Regions from separate parts of the Mus musculus genome. Here region 1 is linked to region 2. Evidence: chromatin contacts called from public HiChIP or PLAC-seq data. All regions are on one chromosome and are shown on one strand. The core of a region is the stretch at or near the end of the contact, and the rest is flanking DNA. Distances in the headings are between cores, read along the strand shown. Region 1 holds the start of Layn (layilin). Region 2 holds the start of Dixdc1 (DIX domain containing 1).

Region 1 (5,700 bases), core at 1,628-4,127, 350 kb before region 2:
CCAAAGTGTTTTGAGTGCTGGTATGCTATCAGAAGTAGAAAATGTGTCTTCAGTGGACCTGAATAAATGCAGATACACTAAAAGTATCATAGAAGGTACTAAGGAAATGGCTTGGTGGCCATGAGTGCTTCTCACATAAGCATGAGAACCTGTGTTTGGATCCCTAGCATCTCCACAAAAGGCCAGACATACAATATCAGCACCTACAATCCCAGTCTTGGAGGCAGAGACTGGAGGATCTGTAGAGGTGACATGGCTCTCACTAGCCTACCAATCTAGGCAATTGGTGAGCTCCAAATTCAGCAGAGACATAGTCTCAAAAAGTGATATGGATAGTAAAATAAGCACAAAATAAGAAGTGGAGGAAGACACCCAATGTCACCCAATGTCTGGCCGCCATAAGTCATGCATAAGTACACACACACACACACACACACACACACACACACACACACAAATGCATACATACATGTACCACACATACAAAGCACAGAAATTGTATTATAGAACATTACTTTCAGACTGTGTTATAAGATGTATAGGAAACAATTCTGGGTTTGAAATTGGGTCTTATCACCAAAATATCTCATTATATATGTGTGAATATTCCAAAGTGCAAAAAAAGCATTTTAACTGGTTTTTTAATTAACTTTGAGCTCATCAAGCTGAGGAATGGATCCTGGGCCAAAGAAATTTTACCAAGGAAAATAACGCATTATGAGTTTTCTTGTCAACTAGCCCTCCCACAGTGGCACATGCCTGAGTTGCCAGGAATAACAGGTAGTTCTTACTACAACAGGACCACTTAACAAAGAGTTCTAAAGCAATCTTTGGAGCTCATACAAGGTCAGCTCAGGTTCTGACTGATCTGATTCCAGGCTACTTGAAGCACTCTGCCAATGGACTGCATCACATACCACCCTCTTGGGGACACTCATGAACCAGTAGGATATCTGAGGCCTGCTCCTCTCAGAGAGTCAGACGATGAAAGAGAATAAGAACAGGAAAGGGGTTTTCTGCTGTGGGCTCCAAGTCCTGGTTTATTCCATTGATTAATAACTCTCACGGCCTAGGGAAACATTCTACTTTTTTAGTAAAGAGAACTCTATTAGCATAATAAAGAATATGTATCCTGGGAGGTGGGAAGTATTGGGGTCATTACTGTAAGCCACTACACTCAGTTAATTGCATCTGCTAACAAAGCCCCGATATGGACCAAAGTCAGAGTGTCAAAGGGAGAACTGAAGACACAATTATTTAAAGCAATGTGGTAGTTTCATAAGTGAAACAGATCTTGTAATATTAGAAATAAATTATTTAAGATGACATTAAGTCAAGTATAACTGCACATTTTCATACATATTTGCCTCGGCAAACCATCACAAAACTGTTATGGCAATTATTAATGCCATCAAGATATATAATGAATAAAATGACTTGCCAACGGACACACAGACACCAAGGAAATGCAGCGTTTCAAGCAGACCATCAGGTGCCACTTCTGTGTCCCACCACCACCACAGTTGCTTTGCTGGGGAGACAGTCTAGAGAGAATGGTTGGTGTGAGATAGTCTAACCGGAACACAGGAAAGGGTTGCCAGTCCCCACCTGTTGGTGCCGGGGTTCTGTAATCACACAGCTCCTGCTCTGTTCTCAGCTGGAGCTAAGACAGATCCATCCCTACTCCTGCTTTATCTCAGGCCTGTTTAGAACAAGTGTGTCAAGAGTGTGGAAGCACCTCTGCTTCGTTTCTTAAAAGATTTATTTATTTGCATTTTATGTGTTGTGGGTGTTTTCCCAGCATGTATGTATGTATGTATGTGCATCACATGCAAGCCTCGTGCCTCTGGGCCAGAAGAAGACAGGAGATCCCTGGAACTGGAGTTACAGTTGATTGTGAGCCACTGCCCGGTGCTGGGATTGAACCCAGTCCTATGCAAGAGTAATGACTGCTCTTAACCACTGGTCCATTTCTCAGGGCCCCTTCTCTGCTTTTCTGACTGCTCTGCTGAAAAGCTGGATAAACAGGAAAACAGAAGCAAACTGGAACCAAAATCCAGAAGGCAGTAACCGAGATGTGGTTTCTGCTACGCTTCGCAATACCATAGTATACCGGAAAGATCAATGAACTCTCAGCTTTCTACTTCATAGATTTTCGATGGGAGACTGGATCTACTGTGCGAATGTATTTGAGAACACACATGTAAACACAACTACTGTGGGAGTGTAAAGGGGAGCATACACTTGGGTTGGTTATGAAAGCTTCCATAGGAAGAATAGGATCATTCTTTGCAACGGGAGTCATTTTTCTGTCCACCAAAAGCTGAACTCCACTAAACCACTCCTATCTTCCAATATGTGCCCTACACAAAGCAAAGTGTCTTTCTGGTTGAGATCTGGAATACTCTAGCTTCTGCTGGAGGTCTCCCTCAGGCCAAGTCTGAAATGCCTCTAGTCAGTAGACACACTGCCTGCTTGAGAATCTGTTCCTCCCTTGCTCAAGTTCTTTCCCAGGTGCTGCCCTGGTCTGACGCTTACTGTGGTGTAAGTAGGGGTTTTGCTACTTTAGCCCACTAGAGCTGGGTAGTGATGAGGGCAAGAGGCTATACTGTTTGAAAGTACAGTACCCGCTTTCCACCTTCTGGGAGTTCAAAAACTAGTGGGATTTTTCTCTTAGGCAAACTCAGAATCTCCCTGGGCGGCTCTCTGCAAAGAGCGGCCCCTTCCGTTGGCTACTCCCCCTGAGTTAGCAGTTTCTGGAGTCCAGAGCACTAGACGTTGGGGGCGGGCCAGCCCAAGGGGCTGCCTTCCCCCGCAGTGACGTCCCAGGGGGTGGATGGGCAACCAACGACTCAGAGCCCTCCCGGACTCCGCCCAGTGCGGGGTCTGTGGATCCTTGGGAGATGCAGCTGCCTTGGTTGCAGTTGCTCAAACGCAGTCGTCTACTTGCCCACTTCTCTGCCTTAGTCCCAGGGTGTCGGGAGGCACTGGAGTCCAGCCATGCAGCCGGGAGCAGCGCTGCAGGCTATGTTGCTGGCGGTGCTGCTGGCCAAACCGAGGGATTCGAAGGGTCGCCTGCTGAGCGGTGAGTGTGTGTCCTGGGGGAGAGGGCTGGTGCCAGAGCACCTGGGGTTGATGCACCCAGTAAACCTCAGCAGTTGAGGACTGTCTTCAGGGTCACTGCACCCTGGCCCCTTTATGTAGTGGGGCAATCCCCAGATCCAACCCCGGACCCAATCAGCCTTCTTGAATTCTCTGCTTCCAGGGAGCAAAAATGCAACCAGCTCCAGTTCCTGGGGCCACCCTAGGTATCCGCAACGCTGGAAGTCAGTTCTCTCCCCGGGGTTACTAAGGGGTGAGGAGGATGTAGCTTGGGTGGGGCAGTTGGCAAACTTCTTCCAGTGAGTGCCCCTTGAGCGCCATGCTGCCTGGACCCTTCTAGTGGAGGCAGCCGATCCTGGATCCGCAGGGCTATGGGAACTGTACCTGTTACTCTCCTCTGAGGGGAGGGTGGCTGGCCTGGAAATGCTTGGAGATTGGGAAAGCGCCTAGTTAGCCAGGAACCAGCCCTGCCAGGCTCCAAGAGTGACTCTCTGCTTCCTTCCCTGTGTGTGTGTCACTGCAGCCTCGGACTTGGACCCCAGAGGAGGTACAGTGGTCCGACTTCTTTCTTGTTCCACTAGGTCTGCATGGGGCGCGGGGGTGGGGGGGGGGGTTGGGGGGTGGGTGGGAGGAGCGTGGGCGGGGAGCGATCGGTATCTTTTTATCAGGTTCCCTTTGGCCAAGAGGGATGGAGTAGAATTGGAATCTCCACTGTATTCTAGCTTGTGGGTCTGGTTTAAGAAATCTAACTTTGGTTTCAGGATTGGGAGGGGGTGTTTGGCTAAGCAGAGGAGCTGCTGACGCCACTGGGAGGGTTAGGGCTGCATGGCTCTGTGCTTGGTGACAGGAGACCTCCTGCCTGCCCTTCCCCTTCCTGCAAATGAGAAAAGAAAGACACTTCCTGAAGGCAGGGGAACCAGATGGGTCCTGGGCCTCCTTCCAGCTCTGGTACTCCCTAGAACTCACTAGCATACACTAGACATATGCCGCCAGCCTGGACCATACAGGAAACTCTATCAAGGTGTTAAGCTTTCTCTTGGCAGTCTGGCCTGGAAAGGCAGGCGGGACCACTAGTAAAAGCAACTGCAGCTTCTCTTGTACCAGGTTTGGGGGTGTTCAGGGCTCTTTGCAGTCCTCCAATGCCTGCATTCTCCTCTCTGGAACACTTCCCCGGTGAGAAGCCCAGCATCTGAGCACTCTCATCCGCTGGGAGCCTGTTCTGTTAGAAACCTCTAACAAGGCAGGCAAGTACAGGATGCTCCCAGCTCCTTGTCCACTGAGAGTTTATCAAAGCATGGAGATTTGGGGAGAATCTTGTATAGCTCCCTCATAGATAGCACTGTCTGTGGCCTTTTGGTTTGTATGCTGGACAATTAATGGACATAAAAAAAAAAAACCATCGTCTGGCTTTCTACAGAGCTGAAATCTTGGGGATATTAAAACATTCCAGAAAGTCTGACAATATAAAATCATTTACGCCTTCTTCCATGGCAGCAATTCACACCTGTAGCCTGAAGTTTGGCTCTTTCATTACAGGGACTGGTTTCCTTGTTGAAATTTGGTTTTTATTTTGTACCCTTACATCCAGAATCATGCTGTGGGCTCCTGTGGGTTAGGAATTGGCATTTCTGTATTCTCAATACCTAGCACACCAAGCGAGGGGGATTTACCCAATAAATGCTGACTGAACAGAGGGGTGACTGGGATGGGTTTCAGCTGCAGCAAGACTCCAGTCATCCAGATACAAGCTAGGGCAGCCTGTGCTAGTGAACAGCTTGCTACTTGCTGCTCAGTGGAATCTCATCCATTTTTCTGAAACAGTCTTCAGTCCTTCAAGTGTCAATCAAATGAGAGATGGGCTCCCAGTGCAAGCTGAGTCTGTAGGGGAATGTGGAGCCATCAAGACAGTTCAGTGGTTCTGGTATGACTCAATACTCAGATCTGGATTCTGCCTCTGCTAATGCTCCCGATAGTTTATGACAAATCACTTACTATGAGCTTCAGTTTTCTCACTTATAAAGTGAGACATAAACAGTCCTGACACAGAAGACTGTTATGAGAACCAAAGGAAATTATAAAACTTTGACCATAGCCTTGGGACATGGAAAGAGTTCAATAAACTCTAGCTATTGTCTTTAGGTTAGAGATCTGACCATCAGTAGCAGAAAACCCCACAAAAGCTCTTAGCTTCTGCTCACCAGAGATGAGCAAGTTAGTTCCACTGCATAGACAGGGGATTTCAGGGTAGAGGAATCCACAACTGACGTCAGAGTGTCCCTCTACACTGAAGGAAGCACTTCACAGCAACTCTTATTCTAAGTCCCATAATTTCACAAGACTCCCTAAGAGCATGAACATCATCTTTGTACACATCAAGTGAAGCCGTAATATTTTCCTACTTATTTTAAAATATAGAAATATCTTCATCAATCTGCACTGGAACAAAAACACAGATCCCCTACACAATACAGACATCAGCATTTAAAATCACTTTAACTTTGTGTTGCAAAGAGTACTAATTTTCTCTAGAAAGCCTGAGTGGTAACAGTCCAAAGATGGACAATCAGAATTCCTGCCCAGAGGAAGCTTCATTGAGAT
Region 2 (5,838 bases), core at 2,711-5,210:
TAGGTTCAGTTCCTGGCTTCACCACTTAGTAATTAGGTCAGGAGCAAAAATCTTTACCCCCTAACCTCTCTTCATATGTAAATATCAACTGCTCACTGTAATTGTGACCATCACACGTATACATATTATTGATTCCTATAGGACATGGGACATAGTGAAATGAGATCAATTTTGCTATTCCATTAGAGATTTGAGTGGCTTTTAGTCTGTGGAAGTACTTGCCATTGCTGGTAAGATTGATGCAGGACTGACTGAGGTCCAGCAGACGCAGACTCTGAGAGAAGCAGGAACCTGTGGAAAGCAGTTTGCTGCAGTTAGTCCTTGCCTCCGCCCAGGCCTGCTGCAGTGGAAGGAAGGGGGTGCAGCTCCCAGAGTGCTTTGTGGCTATCCCATATACAGGCACTGCACTGTATGGATTATCGCCCCAGTCACTGTTCTAACCCACTTCCAATCTGACCCACTTACTGTCCCAGCTCTTTACTGACATTGCAGTAGCATGGAGTAGGGAGCCTGGAACAGAATATGTTCATGTTCCTCTGAGACATAGTTTATGAGCAATTTTACGTTATATGGACCAACAGAAATGTTGTGCTGTTTCTAATCATAAGATACACGCTGTGGTGAGATGGTTCAATGGGTAAGAGTACCCGACTGCTCTTCTGAAGGTCAGGAGTTCAAATCCCAGCAACCACATGGTGGCTCACAACCATCCATAACAAGATCTGACTCCCTCTTCTGGAGTGTCTGAGGACAGCTACAGTGTACTCATAATAAACAAACAAACAAACAAACAAACAAACAAATCTTTAAAAAAAAGATACACACTGTATTTGAGCTATTATAGTTTGAAGAGACGTCTCAATAGTCTGAAACAGAATATTTTGAAATTATGTCATCTATATTTACATGAATTTTAGTTGCCTAGTTGCCTTAGCTATATTTCAAGCATTCAGTAGCCCATGTGGCTAGAAACCACTATTTTGGACAGCATATTTCCATCTTAGAAAGTTATAATAGAAACTACTTCCCTAGGTTTTCAGGAACTATACTATTTATTTATTTATTTATTTAGCCATATGCCTTAAAACAAGTCACTTAGGAACTATACAATTTATGTATTTATTTATTTATTTTGTCATATGCCTTAAAACAAGTCATTTGTCGAGCACCCTGATGCCCTCTAGCATGCGTGGAGGGTTATTGAAAAGGACATGAGCTCAGGCCTCCAAGGGCTTTATTTAGATCTCAGCCACTGTAATGATTTACTGAGTGACCGTGAGCACCTCTCCTGATGTTGTCTCTTCCCTGCATGAAATAAGGTAATGGGCCAAATGAGATCTCTATTTTGAAGATTTGAAATTCAGTATGGGGACTGGAGAGATGGCACAGTAGTTAAGTGCACTCACTGCTCTTCCAGAGGACCCGAATTTGGTTTGCATCACCCCACACTGGGTTGCTCTCAACATCCTGTACCCCGGGGTACTCAACATCCTCTTCTGGTGTCTGATCTCCAAAGGGGACCTTCACACACATAGCACAGACACACAAATACATCGATTATATCTAGGCATGGTACTACGTGTCTGTAATCCCAGCACTTGGGAGGCAGAAACACGAGGACTAGGAGTTCAAGGTCATCTTTGGCTTTTTAGGCAGCTGGAGACCAGCCAGGGCTACCCACGGCCCTGCCTCAAAAGACCAAAATGATAAGCAAATCGGTTGCTTTGTAAGTCTTCTCTCCAAAGCACTGAGCTCCCAGGCGTTGTTCCCATCAAAGACTGGAGTTTTGAGAAACCGTGATTTCTTGGCATGGATGACTGTCTGTAGGCCTCCCTCTGATGCCCAAACTGACTTATATAAACTGAACATTTTGGTTTTTCATCATTAGGTATGTAGATGTGCCATGTGCAATTCTATGCCATTGCAAGTCTGCTCATAAAGGGCCCCATTGTCTTAAACATGGGTTAGTGAGTCTCCTGGTGGTATTTTGCCTTGGACTGAAGGAACAGTAGAGAGTCTTGGTGAACCACCCTGGCTAGCTGGTGGAGGACAGAGAGGTCTCTGACTTGCAGAGCGCTCAGGATCGGTTTCACTTGGTATTACTGCTTTCCTCTGGCTTCAGCCTGAGTGGAACAGTCAGGATTTAACCAGCTGAGCGACCAGCTCAGGGCAGGCTGACACTCAGCTTCCTGCTTCTTGTGGTCAAAGGCACTTTGTTTGTTTTTTCTTCCCCAGAAGAACTTTGTGTTTAGCAGCTTTAGATATCTAGTCAGGCTGCCCCAAGTAAGGGTTTTCTTATCCCCTAGTGACCCGAGGAGGAGGCCATTGGGTTAAATATGATTTAGTAGGCTCATTATAGACTTTTCTTGCTGAGGTCCTAATGGAGTCTGAGGGAGATACAGGATGGCTAGAAAATGGTTTGTAATTCCTTGATTATTGAGTTGCGTGTCCCTGACCAGCTGTGTCCTTGGACAAGGCTCTGATCTCCTCTGGGTCTTAACACTGTAATTTCTCCCTTTTGTCTAGGATCACAAGATGGAATGTAAAATGGACTTTCTTTCTCTCATTCTTTCTTTCTTTTTTAAGATCACTTAGTCCAAGCATGCAAATGACTAGTGTTCTTAAAAATAAACATCAGAGCTGTGACCTCAGCCAGGCCACACGAGAAAGAGGCTCTGTTACACCCAAGGGTGGATGCTTTTACCTGACAATGTACAAGGGCATTCTTGGTGCTTTATTTTAAAACTCACTTATAAAGTATGTGTTCCTTTCTTTCCTTCTTTCTTTCAAGAGCAGGTCTCATCTATATGGTCTGGAACTATATGTGGCTGACCTGGAACTTGCTATATAGACCAGGCTAGCTTTGGACTTAGAACCTCTAGAGTGTTGATCTGGTGTGTGTGTGTGTGTGTGTGTGTGTGTGCGCGCGCGCGCACGCGCGCGTGTATGTGCATGCATATGATAGGTGTATACCCCCATGCTGGCTCTTAGAAATTATTTTATTATAAAACCAATTAATTAGTGTGTGTGTGGGGGGGGTGAGCGTAATGTGTGCCTGTGCCCGAGAGATGTGAGTTCTCCCTTTCCACCTTTGCATGGCTCCAGGATTGAACTCAGGTGTCAAGCTTTTACAAGAGCCTTTATCCCCTGAGCCATCGTGCCCAATCTTACCCCTTAGCATTTATTTTGTAAAAAAGATAGAAGATCCTTGGTGTGCCTCTGACGTTTCTATTATGATGGTATGATTTGTTTAGCGCTGTTCAGTTACTTATAGTCTACAGTTACTTACAGAGCCCCAGCCCCAGCCTCTCTCCTCTGGCCCCTTTTTATTGTTATTTCTTGTCATTCTATTTCCTCTTATTTAAATTGCTTCATTCTCCAACCCCGAGTGGGAAAAGGTTGCTGGTTGTCTCACTCTCAAGCCCTGCGTGGAAAAAGGTTGCTGTTAGTCTGGAGAATGGAGTAAGGGGTGGGTGGGGTAATCCTGTGACTCACTCCTTTCCCCACCCACCTTGTGATGAGGTGCTTGCAGCCTTAAATGAGCAAAGTGACTACATACGTGTGTGTGTGTGTGTGTGTGTACGTGCGTGTGCGTGTGCGTGTGCGTGTGTGTGTGTGTGTGTGTGTGTATGTGCGTGTATGTGCGTGCACACGCTCGGGGACGCCCGCCTCCAAACGTGCAGTGTAGTGATTGCAGGCATATGCTCAGGCTGGCAAGCCCGCTTGTGTCAGCGCGGATGTGTGTGTGTGCTCACGCGTGTGTGAATGCTCGTTGCGAGCACCCGTGCGGAGCCTGCGTGCGCGCCCACGGCTTCCCCGCACTCCCTGGAGACCCGGGGCTGCCTGCTAGCGCCTCTTGCCTGTGCGCAGCGCGCGCCCTGCTGTTTCTATAGGAACCAGCACAGCGCCGGGCCCCTCCGGCTGCAGCCCGCGCGCGAGCATGCCCAGTGCAAGCCGCTAGTTTGGCTCGGGTCTAGGTTTCCAGTAAGTGGCATGCGGGACTCCAGAGAGCTCCCAGGGAGCTGAGCTGATCGCCTTTGTGTACAGAGGGAAGAGACGGTGGCGTGACCCCACCCGGGAAGCCCCGCGGCAGGAACAATGCTAGCCTGCTTGACCCGCGGGAACTTACTGGACGTCCTGCAAGAGGGCTTCAATGAGGTAACTGCCCTGCTCCTCCCACCCCCAGCTCCCGGTCACCCCGCGCCTCCCGCCTAATCTCCCGAAGGGAATCCTGGGGGGCGGTGAGGGGCATCCTCCCGGGGAGCCCATTTAAGAGCCTGGGTGGTAGAGTCAAGGAGGTAGGTGTGGTGCAGATGCATCAACCCGAGGACATCAGAAAGGCGGTGGGCCTCCTCTAAACTGGAGGGATTGAGTACCTTCCCGAGGTGGGAAGGGCAGGCAGGACTACGGACTCAGAAGGCATCTTCTTGCCGAAAAGGTGGTCCCCACGCCTCCCAGGGACTCTCCAGGGACATCCTAGAGGGAAGCCCTGAACAGATGCGGCAGAGCTCTATTTCAGGCGCTAAGCGGATGAGTCACGGGAGGGGTGCGGTGGCGTGGCATTGGTAGAAAGTTTGAAAGAGGGTAGGAGACTGTGGGTGGTCCACATGAGGGGTGAATTTCCTGAATCCTGCACATCCACGTGCGAATTTCCTGAATCATGCACATTAGATTTCTCCACCACTGAGGAGGACAAGGTTGGCTGAGAGGACCAACCTGGGCCTCAGGCCCAGTTTCAGGAGCTAATATTAGTGTGATTCCCTTCTGTGAGAACTGTGGTGGGGAGCTGCAACCTGACAGGAAAGGTGGGCCAGGATTGACCCAAGCAGGCTCTGTTTTCTCTTCAAAAGTTTCTCTCAGAATTCTGTTACCTCTTCCATTTGCTTCTTTTGTGACTCAGGCTACTCTTGTTTGCTCCTCAGTCATCCTTTGGTTGCTTTAGGCCTGCAGCCGCAAAGGCATAAGCTATTGGTCATGGCTTCCTGCCTTTTCCCTCAGTTCACCTTTCCCTTCTCTATGGGTTTCTTAAATTTCAGATTGTGTGTGTGTGTGTGTGTGTGTGTGTGTGTGTGTGTGTGTGGTGGGGGCCTTGGGGATGCTACCAAGGTGTTTTACCAGTACTCCACTCCTCCACCCTTTACAACAGCCCTTGTGTTTTTAGAATCAGTTTTTAGTCAGATAATATAAACAGCCCTGTGTGCAGGGGTGACTGAAACTAGGACCTTGCAGTATGACTAGGGGCTTGATCACTGAGCTACATCCTAAACCCATTCTCTTCTTAAATATTAACATTATGGACAAGATGGACGAGCCTTTGTGCCCTTGCCGTCTCTCACCCCCTTCCCAACCTTTCCCCTAGAGGCAACCAGCTATTCTCATGAATTTCCATGTAGGTTTTTTTTTTTTCTACAGCTGCACGGCAGGCTTCCCCCTTGATCCCTGTTTCTAATTAGGAGATCCTACATTCTGACCTGCCTTAGAACCTTCCCCAGTCCTGGCCCCTGTGCCCCAGCCTTATTCCTGACACACACAGAAAAAAAAAAATCTAATGGAAACATTCTGCCACTGTGACCAACTGTGCTGGAATTTTCCTTTGGCTGAGGGGTGTCACAACCTTCATTAAAGGGCAGAGCTTGTATCCTGCCTGCCCGGCAGGCCTCCTCGTCTTCCCATCACTCTTGACTGAACACATGTAAGGGAATCGCTAACAAAGAGCTACAGACCCAGAGGTGAACACAGAAAAGCCAGGAAGCACACCTCTTCTAGTGTCTGCAGGATTCTCAGTCATCTACCCTCACTCTCAGCCCCAGGGCCTTCTCTGCTCCTTCTCTGCGTAAA

Evidence for each region. HiChIP or PLAC-seq counts read pairs in DNA pulled down with a chosen protein or histone mark.
Region 1: a FOXA1 HiChIP or PLAC-seq map of pancreatic cancer cells shows a contact between it and region 2. The contact joins the promoter of Layn here to the promoter of Dixdc1 in region 2. A contact is called at or near these places in 1 of 115 datasets of contacts at active chromatin or transcription factors (pancreatic cancer cells) and 1 of 9 other capture datasets (adipose tissue).

Annotation. Positions count from the first base shown.
Region 1 is chr9:51,074,271-51,079,970 of GRCm38.p6, reverse strand. It overlaps Layn (layilin), which reads left to right and starts at 2,877. Exons shown (of 8, transcript NM_001033534.1): 1 at 2,877-3,085; 2 at 3,626-3,649. The coding sequence starts at 3,001.
Region 2 is chr9:50,726,106-50,731,943 of GRCm38.p6, reverse strand. It overlaps Dixdc1 (DIX domain containing 1), which reads left to right and starts at 3,960. Exons shown (of 20, transcript NM_001374656.1): 1 at 3,960-4,158. The coding sequence starts at 4,099.